2 separate regions of the Astyanax mexicanus genome follow, and region 2 is linked to region 1. A link is a contact called in public Hi-C data. All regions are on one chromosome and are shown on one strand. The core of a region is the stretch at or near the end of the contact, and the rest is flanking DNA. Distances in the headings are between cores, read along the strand shown. Region 1 overlaps pde3b (phosphodiesterase 3B). Region 2 holds the start of pde3b (phosphodiesterase 3B).

The links. Hi-C and Micro-C count contacts between places; a contact is called where the count stands out from the background.
Region 2: a Hi-C map of blood shows a contact between it and region 1, with 2.7 times the contacts expected there. The contact joins the promoter of pde3b here to the enhancer-like site in region 1. A contact is called at or near these places in 2 of 3 Hi-C or Micro-C datasets (blood and muscle).

The regions. Positions count from the first base shown.
Region 1 is chr16:40,484,256-40,489,836 of AstMex3_surface, forward strand. All of the region lies in intron 1 of pde3b (phosphodiesterase 3B), which reads right to left. Among protein-coding and RNA genes, the nearest start is that of LOC125782185, 36 kb to the right of the region's middle. Within about 2 kb of position 3,331, the one cell type or tissue checked has an H3K27ac peak away from gene starts, as active enhancers do.
Region 2 is chr16:40,535,305-40,540,885 of AstMex3_surface, forward strand. It overlaps pde3b (phosphodiesterase 3B), which reads right to left and starts at 3,184. Exons shown (of 16, transcript XM_022670109.2): 1 at 2,121-3,184. The coding sequence starts at 3,086.

The sequences.
Region 1 (5,581 bases), core at 2,081-4,580:
GGCAGGAAACCAGAGCTGCCGCTTACAGCAGCCTGACGTCAGAAGAAACCCGAGCAGCCCAGCCGGCGCGAGTGGCAGCTCAAATTTGCATGCGCATGCATTACGACCCATTTCTTTAAGTGTGCTATCGTGTCAGCTGGCAGAAACGAGCATGTAATGTACGAGCTGCGTCTGACCTGTACAACACTGAGTATTAATCTATACTACAGTCAAAAAATTTAAATGTGAAAAATAAAAATTCCAAATAAAAATAGTCACTTATTTGCAGAAAATGAGAAATCCTCAAACAATGCAAAGATTATTTGCAAAGTTTTAAGATAAAGATGCAAAGTTTTAAGAGTTCAGAAATTAATATTTGGTGTAATAACCCTGGAGGTTTTTAATCATAGTTTTTTTCATGCATCTTGGCATCATGTTCTCCTCCACCAGTCTTACACACTGCTTTTGGATAACTTTATGCTGCTTTACTCCTGGTGCAAAAATTTAAGCAGTTCAGTTTGGTGGTTTGATGGCTTGTGATCATCCATCTTCCTCTTGATTATATTCCAGAGGTTTTTAATTTGGTAAAATCAAAGAAACATTTTTAAGTGCTCTCTTATTTCTTGCATGTATAAAATACATACATTTTGCAATCAAAAATATTCAGACAAACAAGTTAAAACATTTGAAGGATAGTTTTGCCTCAAACGGTGACTAGGTCTGTCACGATAAGTTTTTTTTTTGTGGACGATACGATTATTGCGATACACAATATTTTTTTGTAAATTTAAGACTACTAAATGCCACTGACATAATGATAACAGAATAGCATAAAAAACAATTATACACTTTTTAAAGATGGCACCTGTTCACTATTATATGTGTGAACAAACATACAATTAAACACAATAGACGATATCACAATGATCAGAAATTATTGAGATCATGTTCTTTTATTGTGCGATAAATCGGTATTGCAATTATTGTGACAGACCTAACAGTGACTGATTTATTTGAATTATTGTAGATTATATTTGACATATATTGCAGCGTTTTCTCTTACATTAGACCATTTTTTGGCCTTCACACTTTACTGTCTGTGTGCAATTCAATTCTAAATATATATATATATTATATTATATTATATTATATTTATTTTAGTGCAAATAATGCAAAAACAGTGAAAATAGTATATAATAATCCAGTACTGAGAGTGTGTGTGTGTGTGTGTGTGTGTGTGTGTTTGCACTACTGTTAAAAGGGTGATCCCTGATTGTGAGCAGCTGTTTTGGCGGCTCTCTGATTTACAGCCGGCGAGGCGAGGCCACCTGCCTCCAGCCTCCAGTCTGACCAGACACTGATGACGCAGGAGGTCCAGACCCGGCACACAGCGTCCAACCCGGCGCCGTGCCTTCCAGCCGTGCCCACCCCCGTCACAGCTGGCACTCTCTACAGCCTTCCCTGCCTCTCTGTCCCGCCATGCCCCCCCCCCCACACCCCCACCATACAGATGTGGAGCTTCCAAGAACCCCTTTGCTGTTCCCATCTGCCCCGCCCCCTCCACATGCTGCTCCTCCCCCTCTGCAGGCAGCTCTGACACAAGCAGGGCAGAATCAGGTCTTCAGGCTTTTCTACAGGACTGCTGTCACTCTCTCTCTCTCTCTTTCCTCTTTTCACTGTCTAATTCTCTCTCTCACTTTCAATCTCTCTCTGTCTTTCTTTCATTCTTTCTCTCGGTCTTTTAATTTCTCTCTGGGTCGGTCTTTTTCAGTCTCTCTCCGTCTCTTTCAGTCTCTCTCTGTCTCTTTCCGTCTTTCAGTCTCACCTTCTGTCTTTCAGTCTCTTTTTCTGTCTTTCAGCCTAACTTTCAGTCTTTCAGTCTTTCTTTCCGTCTTGTTCAGTCTCTCTATCTATTGAAGATTTTTTATTAAAGATTTTATTTCTTTCTGCATCTTTCTTTCAGTCTCTCTTTATGTCTTTCAGTCTCTCTCTTTCTGCATCTCTCTTTCAGTCTTTTTCTCTTAGTCTCTTTCTGTCTTTCAGTCTCTCTTTCCGTCTTTCAGCCTCTATTTCTGTCCTTCAGTCTCTTTCTACCTGCATCTCTTTTTCAATCTTTTTCTCTGTCTGTCCTTGTCCTTTCAGTGTTTTTCTTTCAGTCTCTCTTTCTATCCTTCAGCCTCTCTTTCTTTCCTTCAGTCTCTTTCCATTTTTCAGCCTCTCTTTCTGTCTTTCAGTCTTTCTACCTGCATCTCTTTTTCAGTCTTTTTCTCTTAGTCTCTTTCTGTCTTTCAGTCTCTCTTTCCATCTTTCAGCCTCTATTTCTGTCCTTCAGTCTCTTTCTACCTGCATCTCTTTTTCAATCTTTTTCTCTGTCTGTCCTTGTCCTTTCAGTGTTTTTCTTTCAGTCTCTCTTTCTATCTTTCAGCCTCTCTTTCTTTCCTTCAGTCTCTTTCCATTTTTCAGCATCTCTTTCTGTCTTTCAGTCTTTCTACCTGCATCTCTTTTTCAGTCTTTTTCTCTCAGTCTGTCCTTCAGTCTCTCTCCGTCTTTCTGCATCTCTTTCAGTGTTTTTCTTTCAGTCTCTCTTTCTGTCCTTTAGTTTCTTTCCGTCTTTTGGTCTCTCTTTCCTTCTTTCAATCTCTCTTTCTATCTTTCAGTCTCTCTTTCTCTTTCAGTCTTTCATGTTTTTTTATAATTCAACATGTATTTTAATGTCTTTTTATGATTTTTGCACATTTCATTTTATTTCTTTATTTCTTTTATGTTTTTTAATGTGTTTTGTTGAGGGATGTTAAGCTCTATACTCTAAACTGATGTTAGTTGGATCTTATTTTTTTAATAAAAACTCCATTAAAAAGAGAGAAAATGCCAGTAGTAGAAGTTGACGTGCTGTAATTTGGGGTAAATCTGTGTATTAAACGCTGAATATTTCAGTATATTTATACAGTGTATTTATTGCTTCATGCTGTTTCAGCATGTTTGGGGAAACGTCCTGCAGAAACACAAAGCAGAGCAGATTAAACTGTTCCTCCGCAGCTCAGAGCAGATCAGCGGCTCACCGGCTCACCCGGCGCGGAACCTGCCACTCTCCCCGGCGCGGGCGAGCGGCAGGCTGGAGCGGTGGCGCGGTGCCAGGCGGCGAGGAGCTTGCATAATGACAAACACGTGTTTGCAGGAACAACAAAAATGCCACAAGCTGAGGAAGGTCAAGTCTATTACGTCAATGATGAACTTTTTCCCACAATGGCATTTTTTACCATTCAGAGCCCTCAGCCTCTGAGACCAGCCACTGAACCAGCCACTGAACCAGACAATACCCTGAGACTCACGCCCACCTCCACCCAGCTCATGCTTTACACTGCAGCACTGTGTGTGTGGAGCGTATTGCATAGTATCTTAAAATAATAATAATAATAATAATAATATTGCAAAAAAACATTTACACTAATACAAAACTCTGTATAACTAACTGCTTAAAAGCAGTTTATTTGGTCCAACTTTTAGACCAGTCAAAATAATAACTGTTTAAGTTTGGACAATATTTTACCCTAGAAATAATTGCGATAAACTATATGTTTGTCATTTTTTGATAATGATATAATCATAAGAAAACATTAAAACAGTTTTAAAGAGTAATGAACTTTTATTTCTTAAAATAATTTCAACATTAACATTCACAGTAAAGTGCACTGATTACTAAGATAACCATAATAATAAAAATATATATTTTGTACAACAAATTGATAATGAATTTGTTTAGAGAGCTCAAATAATAATAATAATAATAATAATAATAATAATAATAATAATAATAATAATAATAATAATAATAATAATAATAATAATAATAATAATAATAAAAATGCAAGAACATTTACAACTAATAGAATAACTCAGTATATTGATAACATTAAAAGCAGTTTATCTGTTCCAACTTTTAGACCAGTCACAATAATAACTGTTTAAGTTTGGACAATATTGTGTCCTAGAAATAATGCATATAAATAAATAATTGCGATAAATTATATTATTGTAATTTTAAAAGCATTTTATGACACTGATATAATCATAGTATAATAGCATAAAAGTACATTAAAACAGTTTTAAAGAGTAATTAACTTTTATTTCTTAAAATAATTTCAACATTAACATTCACAGTAAAGTGCACTGATTACTAAGATAACCATAATAAACTCGCATAATAATCGTACGCAATAATAATAATAATAATAATAGTTTAATTACAACAACATCGTTTATCACAATTACTTATTTTTCATTCGCAAAATACTGATTCATTGATCACATTTATTTATACTGTTAATCTTTGTGGTTTCCATAAGTCAGCATTAACATATATGTTGACAACTTTTAACTACATTTAACTACCAAGATTAATGATTTATCCAGTAATCATAATGTGTCATAACGTGGTGTATGCTAACCTTATATTACATTAGCTTAATTATATTAAAGTGACTTTCCTATATTATTTTATTAGATATATTAATGCTGACTGATGGAAACGACAAAGTACGATAAGCATCCAGGCCACTGTTGCCTGTTGCTCTTTCTATTGACTTATATTAATGTTTTTTCAACCTAGTTAACAGCCATTAATAAAATCAGGAAGCATTAGGAAAATTAGCAGCAACTATTGTTCATCACCTCCAGGAACTCCTTCCTTCAAGATGCTGAGAAAACTATTCCAGGTGACTCTCCCTCATGAAGACACTGAGATTAAAATCTCACCAAGAGTCTGCAGATCTGTCCTCAAAGATACATGTAATACTTATTTAGAATAATCTAAAGCATAAAACTCATTCTGGTTTGTTTAATGCTAAACAATTCAGCATGTGTTCCTGAATAGCTTCAATATAGTCTTTAATATTAAATTTACAATGTAAAAATTCATAAAATAATCAAAATATCAAGATATGACCTTTTATATATATATATATATATATATATATATATATATATATATATATATATATATATATAAAAAAGTAGCATTCGTTTGTTACTGTACTTAACCCTCCTGTTTTGTTCCGGGTCAACTTGACCTGGTTTAATGTTTGAAGCTCTAGGAAAAATAGTTAAAAGTATTTTTTTCAGTTTAAAACTTCTTCTGCTTGCCTTAATTAGTTTAATGAACATATAATATGAAAATGGTTCATCTCACATATTTGCAAAAACTAAAACAAAATTACAATGTTATGTTTCAATGTTATGTAAAACTATTGTTTTGTATGTTGGTCTTTTAAAAGTAAATAAAGTAGGGAAACGTTAAAAAAAGTTTGAATGAAAAACGAGTGAATTATCCTAATTGAGTTAGTAAAAAAAATTATATTTACACTTCTTGTAAGGATTTTTGGGGGGTTTTTAAGTTTATCTTTTGGATAATTAAAGATGCAGCGGGTCAAACTGACCCTGGAACACCATTGCTGTTCCTAAAAAAATTTACATAATAGGAGGGTTAAGTTGCAATGTAGGTTCTCTCTACTGTACTGGACTGTTTATTTTTTTATTACATTTTCACACAATTATCTGAACGTTCTACTCCTTACATTTTAATAAAAACAGCCTCGTTACTCCTGTT
Region 2 (5,581 bases), core at 1,934-4,433, 51 kb after region 1:
TTCAGTTTACTAAAAACAAGCGAGGGAAACTTATTGACTCTATTTCTATAACTGTAGCAGAGAAGTAGCCCAACAGTACTGCACTGAAGTAAAATAATAATAATAAAGATGAATAAATAAGTGAAATAAGTGAAAATATGTGCTGTATATTGGTACAAAAAAAATGTGTCAAGTTGGATAAAACAGAATGTAAGAGAGATCACGTCCAGTTCACCAAAAAGAGCGAGAGAAACTATTTTTTTTTTATTTGCATTTACTGTATGCACCTTAACCTGACCTTTACAATTACTGCACCAGAGAACTGCCTCAATAGTACCACCATATATTGCTCTAAATATTTTACTTTAGAATAAAATATAAATATAAAGTTAAATAGAAGTGAATAAAAAAAAGTAATCTTGTCCAATTTACCAAAACACTTATGGGCTAATAATAAAGTTGAATACAACTGAATATATATTGGATATTGTATTTTTGTATTTACTCTATGCTCCTTGCATTGTGTTTGTAAAAATGTCGACTCTATTTCTATTACTGTACCAGAGAAGCAGCCCAACAATACCACCATATATTGGTCCAAACATAATTTGTTGTGTTAGATAAAGCCAAAAAATAGTGCCATTACGTTCAGTTTACCAAAACAAGCAAGGGAAATATATTGTCTCTATTTATATTACTGTACCAGAGAAGTAGCTGAAAAGTATTAAATTGTATTGCTACAGAAATAATAATAATAATAATAATAATAAAGTTGAATAGAACTGAATAGATATTAGATATTGTATTTTTGTATTTACTCTATGCTCCTTGTCTTGTATTTTGTCAATTGTTGGCTCTATTTATATTACTGTTCCACCAGATATTGCTCCAAATATTTTAATTTTGAATAAAATGTGAGTATAAAGTTGAATAAAAGTAAATATAAGTGCCATCATGGATATGGTATTTTTGTATTTACTCTATGCACCTTGCACTGTGTTTTGCCAATTGTTGGCTCTATTTCTATTACAGTTGCAGAGAATTAGCCCAATAGTAAAGCAATATATTGGTACAAAAATAATGTGAAATAATGTCAAGTTGGATAAAACTGAACATAAAACTACAATCACGTCCAGTTTACCAAAACAAACGAGGGAAACGTATTGTCTCTGTTTATATCACTGTACCACAGAAGTAGCACAACAGTACTGCCCAGTATTAGAGTAAAATAATAATAATAAAGTTGATTGATAGTGAATAGAAGTGCAATTACCTCCAGTTTACCAAAACAAGCTTGGTTATACAGTGCCAAACCCAACCAACCACGATACAGCGAGCCAAACAAATACGTATAACAACAACAATAATACTACTACTAGTAACAGAAACAACCCCACATGTCCCTCACCTGTTGTATTTTTGTATTTTCTCTATGCACACTTGTGCATAGTCTTGTGCTTTACCTACTGGCCTTGTATTGTTTAAAGTACCTCCCTGTATTGCTACAGAAATAAAATAATTGTAATAATTAAGGTTAATAGAACTGCATAGAAGTTCCATTTACCAGTTAACCACAGCAACTGTATTTTTGTAAATACTGTTTTATATATTATTGGCCTTATTGGCTCTGTTTCTATTACTGTACTAGGGAAGTAGCCCAACAATACTACCATATAGTACTATTACTAAAAAGATTTACATTTTAAAGTTTACCAAAACAACCAAGGAAAAACTCACTCTTGGCCAAACAGCTTATAGCCACGTGCCAAGCTAAATAAACAAATATGATTATATTATTATTAATACTAATAAAATAATTTGTATTCACTGTATTTACATGTATTGTTTTATATATTATTGGCAACACTGACTCTGTTTCCATCACTGTAGCAGAGAAGTAGCCCAACAATATATAGTAGCCCCACCATAAGTTACTACACATATTTTAAATATTTTAAAGTTTACCAAAACAACCGAGGGAAAACTCACTCTTGACCTATCAGTGCCAAACACAACCAACCACGATACAGCTTATAGCCACGTGACAATCTAAATAAACAATTATGTTTATAATAATAATAGTAATGCTAATAATATAATATAAAATAATACCCCAGCATATGTTGTAACTGTTATCTCACCTGTTCTCTGGATATGCAGGGCAGCGAGGGCCTCCGGGGCATCTTCCAGGCTCCTCCGTAGCAGCCCCCGGCCGCTTCCCCCAGCGCCGCGCAGCTCGATCTCCTCCTCGGCCGCACCACCGGCACCTTCTCCTCGGTCCCCGCGCTGCTCACGGCCTGCCGCGCCGGGTAGCGCCGCTCGAAGCCCAGAGCCAGCGCGGCGCCCCCGGTTCCCGCCAGGGCGGCGAGGGCAGGCCTGAGCGCGGGGGGCACGCGTCCCAGCCCCCCGAGCGCCACTAGCCAGGCGGCGGCGGCCAGGGCCAGCGCCAGCACGCTGTGGCGGAGCCGGAGAGCCGCGGGGGCCAGCGTCAGCAGGCCGGCACAGGCCAGAGCGAGCGGCAGCCGGCTCGCCGCCGCCACCACCGGGGCTTCCTCGTCCGAATCCCTCTCCCCGTCCTCCACGAACCGCGCCAGCAGCCAGTCCCCGAGGTGGCAGGAGGCGGGCAGGGCGAGCAGCCAGCCGCGGCCGCTCTCCCGCTCCGCCCGCCGCAGGTACAGCGTGAGGAAGAAGTAGGCGCAGCCGATGCTGAACAGCGGGCTCGCGGAGTGCCACGCGTCGCCCGCGAACTCCCGCAGCCCCGCCGCTGCCGAGCTCCAGCGAGACGGGGAGGCTGGAGAAGCAGCTGCCGCTAACAGCAGCAGCCACGCGGCGGCCAGAGCGGCGACCAGCGCGGCCAGGGCTCCGCCAGCGCAGGCCGCCCAGGCCCGCAGCGGCTCCGAGGCGCCGCACAGGCGGCACGCGTGAGCCAGCAGCCCCCGCTCGCCGTCCTGCTTCAGCGGCGTCACGCAGCCCTTCACGTAGCCGTTCCTCAGGCTCTCGGTGGAGGTGACGGTGGCGGTGGCAGTGGCGGCTCCGTCTTGCTGCTGCTGTCTGCCGCTGTTCTTCCCGCCGCGCTGGAGCAGCTCTCCGTCCTCCCGGACTGCCATGCTCGGTTTCTCGGTATTCCTCCTTCCTCCTCCTCGCTCTCTTTTCTCCGCGTGTGTTTAAAGTTTCCTCGCGCCGCCACCGACGGTTCTCGCACTCGACGGGCGAACGCGCTCCATGTTCGCTCAAACGGGCTCCAGCATTTTGGCTCCCGAGCAGGAAAAGAAGGTGAAATGTTGTTGTTGTGGTTCTGAGGGCTTTTCTTGTAAAGAGAGAAAGAAGGCAGGCAGGGAGCTCCACTGCACCGTCTAGAGGATATATCAGATACAGCACTATAACTGCACTGTGTGTGTGTGTGTGTGTGTGTGTGTGTGTGTGTGTACTGTGCAGACTGTGCACGTGTCCAAATACTTCTGGACACCCCATGCAACTACAGTATATGCATTGCTTTCTGCTACTAGTTTATGCATTTTAAGAGATGTATAGTAACGAAATAGAACCACTAAGTTACACTAATGTAGGAAAGACCAGAGACAGGGATGGTTGCTGCACGTTTTGTGTTTTTTTTTCCAATAAATACAAAAAACAACAATTACACATGACTGGAACTTCCAATTTGCTGTATCATAAACTCCAGTGTGTCAAGCACTGAAACGTTTTTGTATTGTATTGTAAGTAGTTTTATGAAATATGTACAGGTTGCAAAGTTGATACGGTTAAATACAGTTACTGTCCACTGTTACAATTATCCCAGTGTTGAGTATACACTGTAAAAATCCTTCTGTAAAAAAAAAAGGCAAATGGACTGTCAGTTTCACTACTTTAAAAAAATCTGTTACTTTACTGTCGGTCTGTATCAAAACAGATATTTTTCTGTAAATTTACTGATAAATACTGTGTAAAAACTTTTTTCTTTTTTATAGGAAATCCCATTCCCATCACCTAAAATACCAATTTTTTATTTTTATTAACTAAACGACTATTTTGAGATACTTATTCATTATGTCGATATAGTAAGTCATTATTTTAAGATAGTAAGTCAGTATTTTAAGATACTAATTCATTATTTTGGGACAGTAGGTCATTACTTATTTATTTATTTATAACTCAATAGTCTAATAGTCAATTAGGCAACTTGGTTTTCCACTAGTTCACTCGGTAGTTTACTAACCCACTAGTCCACTAGTCAACTCGGTAGTCCAATAGTCTTCTCAGTAGTCCACTATTCCACTCTGTCGTCCACTATTCCACTCTGTAGTCCACTAGTACACTCTGTAGTCCACTGGGTAGTCACTAGCCCATAGGTAGTCCACCAGCGTTGTTATTCCAGCTGCACACAGATCACTGATATGAATGTGAACACTACATTTTTAACATTAATTTAAACACCAGTGCCTAGTAAGATAACCTAGTGTTTGTGATAAACTAACTGACTGAATTAGCTAGCCATTTAGCTTACCTGTTCAGGAGAAAAGTAGCAGCTCTGGGTTGGTCTTATAGTCTTTTTGAACTCAAAGTCTTCCCCAGCTTTCGAACTCACTGCCAATATTCACTCTTGTTTTATTCCTTCTTTGGTTACTGAGCTTTTTTGAGACATGCTGAGTTTTTTAAGCTGTGTAGCAGCTGAGGTTTAACTGAACCAGCCCTGCTAGCTAACTCATTTGCTGTGCCACTGATATACCTGTAGGCGAAGTAGACCGAACACTTAAAATAGGAATGTACTGGCTGAAGCCCTGCTAACAAGAGCTGCCAATGCTTTCACTCAGCATGTTTCCTTAATATCTGATAAATAAATTGCATATTGATCCTTTAAATACATTAAAACAATTAAGGGATGCATATAGAATTATGTAGTAAACAGCAAAACAGTGTTTATCCTCCACAATCCCCTCTGATTAACTGAGATGGTGATTTGACGTGATTTAATTAAGATGAGCAGGATCTTCACAGCGTAAAACTATTGTTCAGCACCTCCAGGAACTCCTTCCTTTAAGATGCTGAAAAAACTATTCCAGGGGACTCTCCCTCATGAAGACACTGAGATTAAAATACCAAGAGTCTGCAGATCTATCCTCAAGAGAAATGTGTTACTGGTATATTTAACACTTTTTAAACTAAATAATTAAGTATGTGATTTTGTATAGCTTTAATATAATCTTCAATATTACATTTGCATTGTAAGAAAAAACAAAATACTCTAAGGTTTCTGAGGCTGGTAGCTCTGATGGTGTATCCTGTGCAACCGATGGAACTCTTGCTCTTCCTTTCCTCGGGCGGTGCTGATGAGTGCCAGTTTCACCATAATGTGTTTGATAGTTGCTGTCCAATGTAAAACAAGTATCTCCATTTTTGTTGTTTTTTTAGTTTACTACATAATTTGCAAACACAAACTGTCCCTTACAGTGTGTCAAAATATATTGATAAATGAAACAAAATAAATTTTCTGGGATGAACTTCTCAGTAGTCCATTATTCCACTCTGTAGTCCATTATTCCACTTTGTAGTCCACTAGCATACTCTGTAGTCCACTCGGTAGTCCACTAGCCCATATGTAGTC